Regions from separate parts of the Mus musculus genome. Here region 2 is linked to region 1. A link is a contact called in public Hi-C data. All regions are on one chromosome and are shown on one strand. Each heading gives the region's core, a stretch centred on a gene start, on an enhancer-like site or on the middle of the called end of the contact. The rest is flanking DNA. Distances are from core to core; before and after follow the strand shown. Region 1 overlaps Gm39685 (a long non-coding RNA gene). Region 2 has its middle 28 kb from the start of Gm30568.

Region 1 (5,388 bases), core at 1,761-4,260:
GAGAGGTCAATAGCTGATAATTAGGGAGTCAGATCGACCCATCCCCAGTGCTTTGGCTTATTTATGGGAAAATGAACCTTAGAACGTGAAGAACTTACCTTTAACACTAATAGTGATGTTTTTCTTTTCAATTCTTTTTAAAAAATTAATTTACATCCCAATCTCAGCTTCTCCTGCTTTTCCTCCCAGTCTCTCCCCCCTCACCCCCCCTTCCCTCCCCACTCTTCTTTTCTCCTCAGAGAAGGAGAGAGCTCCCATGGTTATCAACCTGTCTAGGCCTAGACCCACCTCAACCTGCAGTAGGACTAGGCGCATCTTCTCCTATTGAGGCTGGGCAAGGCAGCCCAGATAGGGGAAAAGGATCCAAAGGCAGGCATCTGAGTCAGAGACAGCCCTTGTTCCTACTGACTAACAGTAATTTTAATACTTTTTTAAAAAATGCTTTAACCAAGTTTAATATCTGCCCAGTTTCTAGAGGAAGGTGGGTCTGCTTAGTCTGCCTGTAATCCCAACACAAGGAGGCTGAAGCAGGAGGATTGTGGGGGATTTTGAGTTCAGTATCAGCAGGGTTCGATGCACAGAGACCCTGTTTCAATAACAACAAAAAATGATGATGATGATGATGAGGAGGAGGAGGAGGAAGGAGAAGAAGAAGAAAAGAAGGAGGAGGAGGAGAAATTAAGCTGGGCTTGTTGGCAACACTTGCCATGTGAGGCAGTATATTAGTCAGGTATCTTTAGAGGAAGAAAACTTAGAAAATGTGTATGTATGTATGTATGTATGTATGTATGTATGTATGTATGTATGTGATTTATTAGAATGGCTTTTAGGCTATGATCCAGCTAATCCAACAATGGCTGTTTTCCAGTCAAAGGTCCAAGAATCCAGTAGTTATTCAGTGCATGAGGCTGGATGTCTCAGATGGATGTCAGCACATGCCAGGACCCTAAAGAAGTGGGCTCTAAAGCCAGTGAAGGAATGGACTTGCTAGCAAGAGCAAGCAGGCAAAGAGAGCAAGCTTTCTTCTTCCATGTCCTTTACATAGGCTGCGAGCAAAAGGTGTGGCCCGGATTAAAGGTAGATCTTCCCACCGCAAAGATCTGGATTAGAAGTAGGGCTTCCCATTCAAATGATATCCTTAAGGAAAAAAAAATATTCCTCACAGGTGTGCCCACCCATTTGGATTCTGTTAATTCCAGAGGAAGCCACGTTGGCAGCCAAGAGTAGCCCTCTCAGGCAGGCAGTTATCAGGTGCTTGGAAGAAGCATCTACTCTTTGGATGCAATGCTATGATGGTGATAATAATGATAATAATGATGGCAATAGCTTTTTTCAAGAGCTGTTTGAACTAGAGAACTTTGCCAGAGGCAGTTCATCTGGGCCTGTTCTTGGCTGCAGTCTACAACACAGGACCGGTTGTTACCACGCAAGTCTACTTCAGTTTCTCCTTATTTTAAGCACTGAGATTAGATTAACAAAAATGATGGATGCAGCGCTGTGTGCAGGAGGAAGAGGTAAGGTTTCATTGTGTGTGACGTGTATGTTCTTTTGATTCCTAGTTTTGTCTTCTCAGCTATAGCTTGAAATAAGTGAAATCTGGCATGTGTCATATCAGGACCTGGAAGGTAAAGGCAGGAGGATTGCTAGTTTGAAATCAACCTGGGCTAAAAAACACCATCCTGTTTCAAAAACCAAAACAAATGAAAACACCCAAATAAAATAAAGCCAGGTGGTGGTTGCACATGATCCCAACCCAGGGAGGCAGAGACAGGTGGATCTCTAGAGTTTGAGGCAAACCTGGTCTGCAGAGTGAGTGAGTTCCAGTACAGCCAGGGCTACACAGAGAAATCCTGTTTCAACCCTCTCCCCCTACCCAAAGCTAGAGAAAGATTGAAAATATAGAGCAAGCTCAAACAGCAATGCTATTGTAAATGATCTTTGTGTTTGTGACTAGGTGGGGCTACTGTTGTTTAGGGCCTCAGAAGAGTTCAGAGGGTCAACAATTTCCTTATCTGAAAGAAACAGACCATGAAAGACAGATGTCTTCTGGGCTTACTTTCTTCCTGTGTGATGGTGTGCCAGTGTGACACTTTCTTCATGGTGTGAGGGCTCACTTAGTGACTGCATGGAAGGCACACAGTGGGGACTCTGTGATGTAACATCTCATAAATGCAATTTTCTCTCCAAGCCTATCAGAAAATGGGGGAGGGGTGACACCCTGGAGCCAAGGAGAGGGCAGCACAAGCTCCTACCACCCACGGAGATGCTACTGGTGTGTGAGCTGGTGGGAGGCACAGTGGGAGGATGGCTTTGCCCAGCAGGATGAATGACCCAGTTACAGGTTAGGGCTGAAGTGATGCTGAGGGCTTCTTTAAGCCATGGCTTTGGTGCAGCATAATGAGCTGCTGCTTGCATCCTGGAGGGGAGGTGGAAGCCAGGCAACTGGACCAGGCTTTGCCTGTCTGCCAATTAGCCACTTGATCTTAATACAATAAACAAATGAATAAGTAACAACAACAACAAACTCGAGCAGATCCTCTGGGCTTTGCTGGACTTATCTAGGTCATTTCCGGAATCTTCACACAGTCAGTGGATTCTGCACCACTGACACAAGCCCAGGACATCAGCAGGAAACGGGATTTCCCCCAAAAGGTCACATGCACATCTTCAGAGCGAGGCTGCCAAGCACAACTTCAAATACAAAAATCTCACTTCCTAAAGCAGGATGGCCTGTGAAGCAACCACACCAAAGAACATGGAGGTGATTCACTTGGGACACCACTGTGATTATTTTTTTGATGATTGAAAACCCAACATTCTCCCCCATATATTTCCAACTCGTCTTTGAGAAGTAGGGCCCCATGATCCTGTGTTCAGGAGAAACAGCAAACAAACAAACAACAGTAACAACAAATCCCTAACACTTGCTAGACCTCGCAGCAATAAACAGTTCCTCCGTGCGCACTGAGCGCAGGCTGGGCCACTGTCAGAGTCTGTTGCAACCACTTGTTTCTGACATTTCAAGAGCAAAGGGGCCTCTTCCTGAGTATCTACTGAGGCCAGGGGAAGGCTCACTGTAGAGTCCGTTATCTTTTCCTCAGGCTTTGGCCAAGTTTTTTTTATTCCCAGCTTCCCATTTTATACACACACACACACACACACACACACACACACACACACACCCCACCGCCACCACATTCAGCATTTACTCAGAGCTATGCCTTTCCTTGCTGTTTCTCTATGGCTGTCACTTGCTACCAGATCAGTTTTGTATCTACTCTCACACAGATCTTGTGATCTTCTTTGTTTTCCCTTTGCTATTTCTCCACCTGCTAAGGCTGTCCTCCTCCTCCCCCTCCCCCTTCTCCTCCCCTCCTCCTCTTCCTCCTCCTTCTCTTCCTGCTTGTCCTCCTTCTTACTCACCTATCTGATAGGTCCTTCCAGTCCTTCAGAGCCAAGTAGAATTTTTTAAAAAATGTAATATACTAATGCTAATTATTCTTCCAATTCATTTACTCACCCTTCATTCATTCATTCTTGAAACCAGTATTTAGAAGAGCACAGTGTTAGTGGCTCACTATTCTAGAACTTGGGATACTATGTTGAATAAGATAGTCTTCAGATTCTTGAAGATTTTTATTGTAATGTAGAAGACAGTATACTAAGAAGTACCATAGCTTCAAGTTGACCAATGAGCTATAAGGAAAACATTGTTAAATAACAATAAATGAGCCAATTAATTAATTTTTTTAAAGATAAGGTAAGGACTGGGGCACAGCCATGGGAACAGGTCTGTTCTCCATGTGGTGGTAAAGAGGATTTCTTTGAGGAGTTTTTTTGCTATTTAAACAGAAGCTTAAATCACTAAAACAAATTGTCCAGCAATTACTACAAGAGAAGAGTGTTTGAAGTAAAAGGAATGCAGGAAGTTCCTGAGGCGTGAATGTTCTAGAGAGATAAAGGGTGGGGCAGAGCATGGTAGGAAATGTGTAGTGGAATAGAGTGGGGAGAGATGTCAGGCATGGGGTGGGGACCAGAATCCAGAATTCCTCCTCAGTGTTCAGCCTGGTACCCCAAGGGACATACATGGTGCCCGTTCCCAGGAGGAAACACTCGGGGAAGGAAGTGAGGGCAGGTTTGTGTAGACAGACAGTGGGGCTCTTGGATCTGGAAGCAAGAGTACTTTTCCAACACATTAAGTATAAAAGCCCTTTAGACACCCCCTCCCGCCCCGATAGATGCAGAGCAGACTATGGGATGTATAAGAGTCTGTGGCCCAACATGAGATCTAATAGAAACTTGGGACTCATCAAAAGCAAGGAGCCTAGCCGGGCATGGTGGCGCTCGCTTTTAATCCCAGCACTCAGGAGGCAGAGGCAGGTGGATTTCTGAGTTCTAGGCCAGGCTGGTCTACAAAGTGAGTTCCAGGACAGCCAGGGCTATACAGAGAAACCCTGTCTTGAAAAACAAACAAACAAAAAGCAAGGAGCCTGCAGAACACAACTTCAGAAAAGAATGTAGGTCGAAAGGAGAGAGGACCAGGGCTCTGAGCATCTGAGGTCAGGAAGGCGGTACCGGAAGGCGTGTTCTAGAACTTAGGTTCTTAGGTTCAGACACGGTGTACAGTATGCTAACAGCTCCATATATGTTAGGTTTGTCAGGAAGGACCAATGCTACCTTCCTTCACAAGATTTTAAAGATTTATTGTTATTTTTATTTTATATATATGAGTATACTGTAGTTGTACAGATGGGTGTGAGCCTTCATGTGGTTGCTGGGATTTGAACTCAGGACCTACGGAAGAGCAGTCAGTGCTCTTACCCGCTGAGCCATCTCACCAGCCCTGCTGACAGTGTTTCTTTGGTGTACATGATCTCGGTAGGGTCCTTGATTGCCATGTGCTTCACAGTGTTCCAAACTCTCAGAGCAGAAAGACACTGCTGGGCTCTACGTCCCTATCTATCTATCTATCTATCTATCTATCTATCTATCTATCTATCTAACTATCTATCTTCTCTCATATATTATATCCCAACCACAGTTTCCCCTCCATTTCCTCGATCTCTTTCCCCCACCTCTCCTTTCCCCCAAATCCACCCTCCAGCTCACCATCCCCTACCCTGGCCTCCTCTCAGAAAAAAAAACCAGGCTTTCCAAGAACATCAACCAAACAGTATAACAAGCTACAATAAGACAGGCAAATACCATCACACCAAGGCTGGATGAGGCAAGCCAGTAGAAGGAACAGGGTCCCTTAAATAGGCAAAAGAGTCAGAGGCAACCCCCATTCCCACTGTTAGAGATCCTACAGGAACAGCTACTCAGCCATGACATACATGTAGAGGACCTAGGTTAGCCCCCTAAAGGCTCCTTGATCTCTGTATGCTC
Region 2 (5,391 bases), core at 2,855-5,354, 69 kb after region 1:
CAAACTTCCCGCAGGCTTGCAACTTTTTTACAGCTATAAACTCAAACTAAACCCAATCACAACAAACCACATATAATAGCATCCAACTGATGTAACGGTGTGGGACTATGAAAAGGAGCCTGGTTCCCCATTAAGCTAAGGCTAGAAACCCCAAAGACCCTGAAGGGATGGTAGGAGTTTTGCCTGTTCCCAGATACCAGGTCCCTGTCACTAGCCGCAGCCTCCCATAGATTTGTGGCCATCAGTTACCTAAGGGCAACGCCACAGTGTCCCTCCACATGTAAAGGATGTGACCTGTAGTAACATAGGCTCAAGACAGATCTCCATTTTAATGAGGTACCTAAAGGCCTGGAGGGTTTAGCCAATAAGCTTTCCTTCCCAGACACTCCTCCCTGCAAAAGGCATTTAACCTCAGGCCTGGGGTAGGGTTTTACTCATCCACTTTCCGCCATGACAATAAATGCCTTAAAGTCATGGACTGCCTCTTTTCATCCAGCTCCGCTGTGGGGAGCCATGGAGAAGGCCTTCGCTTATAGAGCTGTAGTCTAATCTCCCATAGAAGGCCTCTCTGTGCTCCGGACAATGGCCACCAAGCCAAGCCGAAGCCTGTAGCTGCCTTCAAGCCGAGAATTCCCCCCTGTGGGATGAGCCAGAGCTCCCTCCTTCTCCCCACCACGACCCCAAGACAGATCCAGCCCATGGGTCTTCACTCTGTTCTCAGCTGTCCCGCAGCTTCCAGCTGTGCCTGGGTGTCCGAGAGCCTGAGAACCAGCCCCTGCCTCATCACAGGCCCGGGGACCCCCTGAGCCAGCTCCAGCTGTCCTAGACCTCAGACTGGGCCCTCCCCACTCCCAGATTGGTGTCCCAGAGCTTCGGAATGGCCCAACATCCACCTAGCGACTGTTAACTCTCCCACACCCCCAAGCGGCCGTGCCCTGTGGCAGAGTGGATACGGAATCCATACCCCTTCCTAAGGGTATGATGAGGTTTTTTGACGATGCCCTTTACTCTGTACTTGGGTACCAGTATGATTCGATTGGGCTTGCCCTGTCTGTATTGTCCCAGGACCAAAATCTCATGTGATACTATTTCTCCAATGCTGTATGGACACTCTGTTTATGAGGTCTCCTTGAAGTTGTTTGCCAGTGTGTGTTCTGCCCACTAAGGTCACCTGTGTTTTCTTATTGGCCCAAGGCAGCTGAAATAGCACATCCCATTCCCAGTTGGCTCATAGATATTAATTGGTTAGCTCTGGGGTGGACCCATGACCCCAGAAGCAGCTCATAAGAATCTAGATTCTTGACAAAATGAAAATAAGTTTTTTCTTTTGAGACAGGGTCTCATGTATTCCAGGCTGTCGTGGATCTCACCATATCCCAGGAAAGCACTGGACTTCTGCCCCTCCTCATCTGCCTCCCGAAGGACTGGGATTGCAGGCAGGTGCCACCATGCTGACGTTGGAGATGAACCTCAGGACTTTGTGAATGCTAGGAAAGTGTTTTATGACTTGAGCTATATAATAATTTGTATTTTTTAAGTTAAAAGTTTTTACAAAGACTTTCTAAGAACATATTAACAGGTTCTTGACAGAGCTCAAATAGGCCTGAGCTCTTTATGGGAGAGAGCTGAGGCCAGAGAGCTTCCCAGGGTGTGTGTGTGTCTGTGCATGCACATGTGTGCATATGTGTGTAGGTGCTTGTGTGTATGCTTGTATGCTTATGTGTATAAGTGTGCCTGTGTATGTATGTATGTGTATGTATGTATGTGTATGTGTGAGTGCGTGTGTATGTGTGTGTATATATGTGTATGTATGTGTGTGTATGTGTGTATGTATGTATATGTGTAAATGTGTGTATTTATGTGTGTGTATGTATGTATGTGTGTGTGTATATGTGTGTGTGTGTGTATGTATGTATGTGTGTGTATGTGTGTGTGTGTTTAGGGCTCTGGGTGGGTGGGAGCCTAGTTATTAAGGTCACAGCAGACATCAAGTCTGGAGCCAGAGATCTCTGCTCTTCTTCTCACCCCACAGCCTGCTGGGACCTTGAGGTATGCCATTATTAGCAGCATTGACTTAAATATCATTAAGCTGAGCTGCGTGCCTCAGGTGCACTTGTGAAAGGCACTAAAAGTGAAGAAGAAACTTCCTTTTCAGATCTTTTCCTGTTTAGTAATATGTATTTTATTGACACAGATACACATAGAAAAGGGCTCAACATAAACACCCAGCTTAGTGCATACTTATAAAAAGAAAACACACAAAGCCACAACCAGACCAAGGGACAGAACAATCCCATTGTGCAGAAGTCCATTGTATATTTCCCTCAGCCGCTTCCTCTTTTCTCCTTCTTGAAGTCACCAGCATCCTGGCTTTTAGCATAGTGACCCCCTTTGCTCTCTTCCCAGCCCAGTGCACATGCCGAAACAGAAGAGGTGTCTTAGTCAGGGTTTCTCTTCCTGCACAAACATCATGACTAAGAAGCAAGTTGGGAAGGAAAGGGTTTATTCAGCTTACACTTCCACATTGCTGTTCATCACCAAAGGAAGTCAGGCAGGAACTCACCCAGGGCAGGAACCTAGAGGCAGGAGCTGATGCAGAGGCCATGGAGGGATGCTGCTTACTGGCTTGCTTCCCCTGGCTTGCTCAGCCTGCTCTCTTATAGAACCAAGACTACCAACCCAGGGGATGGCACCACCCACAAGGGGTCCTCCCACCCTTGATCACTAATTGAGAAAATGCCTTACAGCTGGATCTCATGGAGGCATTACCTGAAGGGAGGCTCCTTTCTCTGTGATAACTCCAGCTTGTGTCAACTTGACACACAAAGCCAGCCAGTAGGAGAGGTTAGCTTTGTTAGCTTGATGTGTTCAGTCAAGGCTTACAGCTTTGCTCATCATTGAGCGGGTCTGGCTCTGACCCTTTCTATGTGAGCAGGCACACAGCTGTCTCCAGTTTGTGGGATTTGTGAGCTGTGCTCTTGTCAGCACACTTTGTGCTGAAGCCTTCCACTAGTTAAGTAGACACACTCACTTCCGGGGCATTTCCCTACAGTGGACACAGGACAAGTCACGCCTTAGTGCAGTGGTTCTCAACCTCCCTCATGCTGCGACCCTTTAATACAGACCCTCATGTGGTGGTGACCCCCCCAACCATAAAATTATTTCTTTGCTACTCCGTAATTGTGATTTTGCTGCTGTTATGAACCATAATGTGTTTTCCAATAGTCTTAGGCTACCCATGTGAAAGGGGCATTTGAACATTACTTTGATCACAGCCTGCAGGTTGAGAATCACTGCCTTAGGGCAACTTACCAATATGCGCAAGTGTTTACCAAAATTCTTTCTTCAACTTAAACTCTCCAGGGATTCCCAACACCCTGCATCCTTCGCTCTTGCCATTACCAAACTTGAGCATGTCCAGGGCTCAGGTGCACTGCTGTAGTCTCATGCTGGGCACAATTTGCACTCCGCTGCCTCCTGAGTGAAATCAGAAGAGTTCCTACTGCTTATCGGCCACCTGACTTCCTCTCGTGTTATGGGTCTGTTGAGTATTTTTGGCTGTTTTCCTGTTACAGAATTAAACCTTTTTTCTTTTGATGAAATTTTGTCTTCATTAAAATTACACTGGAGAGAAAAGCGCGCCTGACTTCTGAGTGTCACCTGCTCGCCTGATTACTGTGTGTGGCTGAAGGTAAATCTGTAAAGCACACGATAGATTATTTTTATACTTCAAGTCTCTGAAAAGATAACAATGGAGGCTCCCAGAAACATAGCCGTCCAGGTCATTTTTTTTTCTTATCTCCATTTCCCAACTCCCTCATTTCCCTATATTTTCCTAGAGAACAAACATACGCCTCCACACCACCATCTTTTGTTAAGATCACCAAGCATTCAGAAAGCAATTTGCTATTCTGCAGGGTGGCTCTCATGCTGTGCTTTATGCATTATTATGAGCTGGCTCAAGGCGACTAAGGAATTGCCTGCAGTGTCTATGCCCTCCACGGCTGAGATAACATTAACTAAAGACTATACATACACCTCCGGTGGCGAATTCCTCCTAGCAAAAATGAATTGACAGCTCGCAGAGCCCTGGGCTGTAGCTTTTTGCTCCCCTTATCTGCTTTAGACACCTGGGAATGAGCTCACTGGCAAGGAACGAAGCCCATACCATCTACCATTACATAAATTATTCAGTTATCTGTGATGTCCTTGTAACATGAGAACCCCTATTAAAAAAATAAATAGCTACAGTGCTTACAGAGGCCCATGTCTGCTATTTATAGCCTTGATGGATGCTGCTTTGAATAAACCTTACTAGAATTCCCGGATACTGTGAGGATAGATGCAGGCGTTTCATTCTAAGGTGCTTGCTGCATGCATGTGTGTATGCCGCTGCGTGGGGCACACGTACTACATAGAACAGAGAGAGCCCGAGCAGACGCGGCTTATTTGTTAAGCTCCTTCTTATTTTTCTTATATTTTGAAAATTGAAATAAGGACAAACAGGTTACAAGTCCCCGACATTTACCATGGTGTGTGTTCTCCATTGTATTCAGGCAACGGGGTCCCTGCTTTTTAAAAAAGAGCGACCTTTATTTTTCTGTTAAGAATGCCAGATGTCTGTCATAGTCAAATAGGGGCCTGGGACACTGGGCTTCCTAATTATCTCTACTGAACGCAGGATGGAGCTTGAGTTACCCAGAGTCAAGGCCTCCTGCAGATCAGAGCAAGGCAGCTGGTTTATCTGATTCTTCATTCTGGTAAATCCAGAAAAGAAATACGCACATGTCTTTTTTTTTCTTCATAATTTAATTAGTTGTTTTTTATCTATTATAGTGCTAAGGATTGAATACGTATACATGTTGGTTAAGATAAGTACCTGGCCCACTAAAGTCCCCTCAGTCCCCTCATAGCTTAACTTAAATTTTTTTCCTTTTTATTTTGAATTCTGTGTCTGTGTGAGTCTGTACATGTGAAGAAGGGTACCTATAGAAGCCAGAGGTGACCCTCTTGAGCAGTTGTTCTAAACTTTCCTAATGCTGAGACCCTTTAATACAGTTCCTCACGTGTGGTGACCCCCAACCAATACATAGCATTATTTTTGTTGCTACTTCACGACTGAAATTTTGCTACTGTGATGAATCATAATGTAAGATATCTGTGTTTTCCAATGGTCTTAGGTGACCCCTGTGAAACCATCATTTGGTTTCCCAAGAGGGTTGTGTACTGGCTGGCTTTGTGTCAACTTTACCGAAGCTGGAGTTATCACAGAGAAAGGAGCTTCAGTTGAGGAAATGCCTCCATGAGATGCAGCTGTAAGGCATTTTCTCAATTAGTGATCAAGGGTGGGAGGGCCCCTTGTGGGTGGTGCCATCCCTGGGCTGGTAGTCT

Evidence for each region. Hi-C and Micro-C count contacts between places; a contact is called where the count stands out from the background.
Region 2: a Hi-C map of the G1E-ER4 cell line shows a contact between it and region 1, with 2.2 times the contacts expected there. The contact joins two enhancer-like sites. A contact is called at or near these places in 2 of 15 datasets of contacts at CTCF or cohesin (the G1E-ER4 cell line and large pre-B cells), 17 of 484 Hi-C or Micro-C datasets (B cells, DN3 thymocytes, the G1E-ER4 cell line and 11 more), 8 of 115 datasets of contacts at active chromatin or transcription factors (the 230-238 cell line, the HPC-7 cell line, embryonic stem cells and 4 more) and 2 of 9 other capture datasets (bone marrow-derived macrophages and embryonic stem cells).

What each region holds. Positions count from the first base shown.
Region 1 is chr1:156,983,786-156,989,173 of GRCm38.p6, forward strand. All of the region lies in intron 1 of Gm39685 (a long non-coding RNA gene), which reads right to left. Among named protein-coding and RNA genes, the nearest start is that of Gm39685, 3.2 kb to the right of the region's middle. Within about 2 kb of position 3,011, at least 104 of the 459 cell types and tissues checked have an H3K27ac peak or open chromatin away from gene starts, as enhancers often do. A contact at or near this core is called in B cells, the G1E-ER4 cell line and erythroid progenitors, where this site is marked.
Region 2 is chr1:157,051,402-157,056,792 of GRCm38.p6, forward strand. No RefSeq gene overlaps it. Among named protein-coding and RNA genes, the nearest start is that of Gm30568, 28 kb to the right of the region's middle. Within about 2 kb of position 4,105, at least 49 of the 459 cell types and tissues checked have an H3K27ac peak or open chromatin away from gene starts, as enhancers often do. A contact at or near this core is called in B cells, the G1E-ER4 cell line and erythroid progenitors, where this site is marked.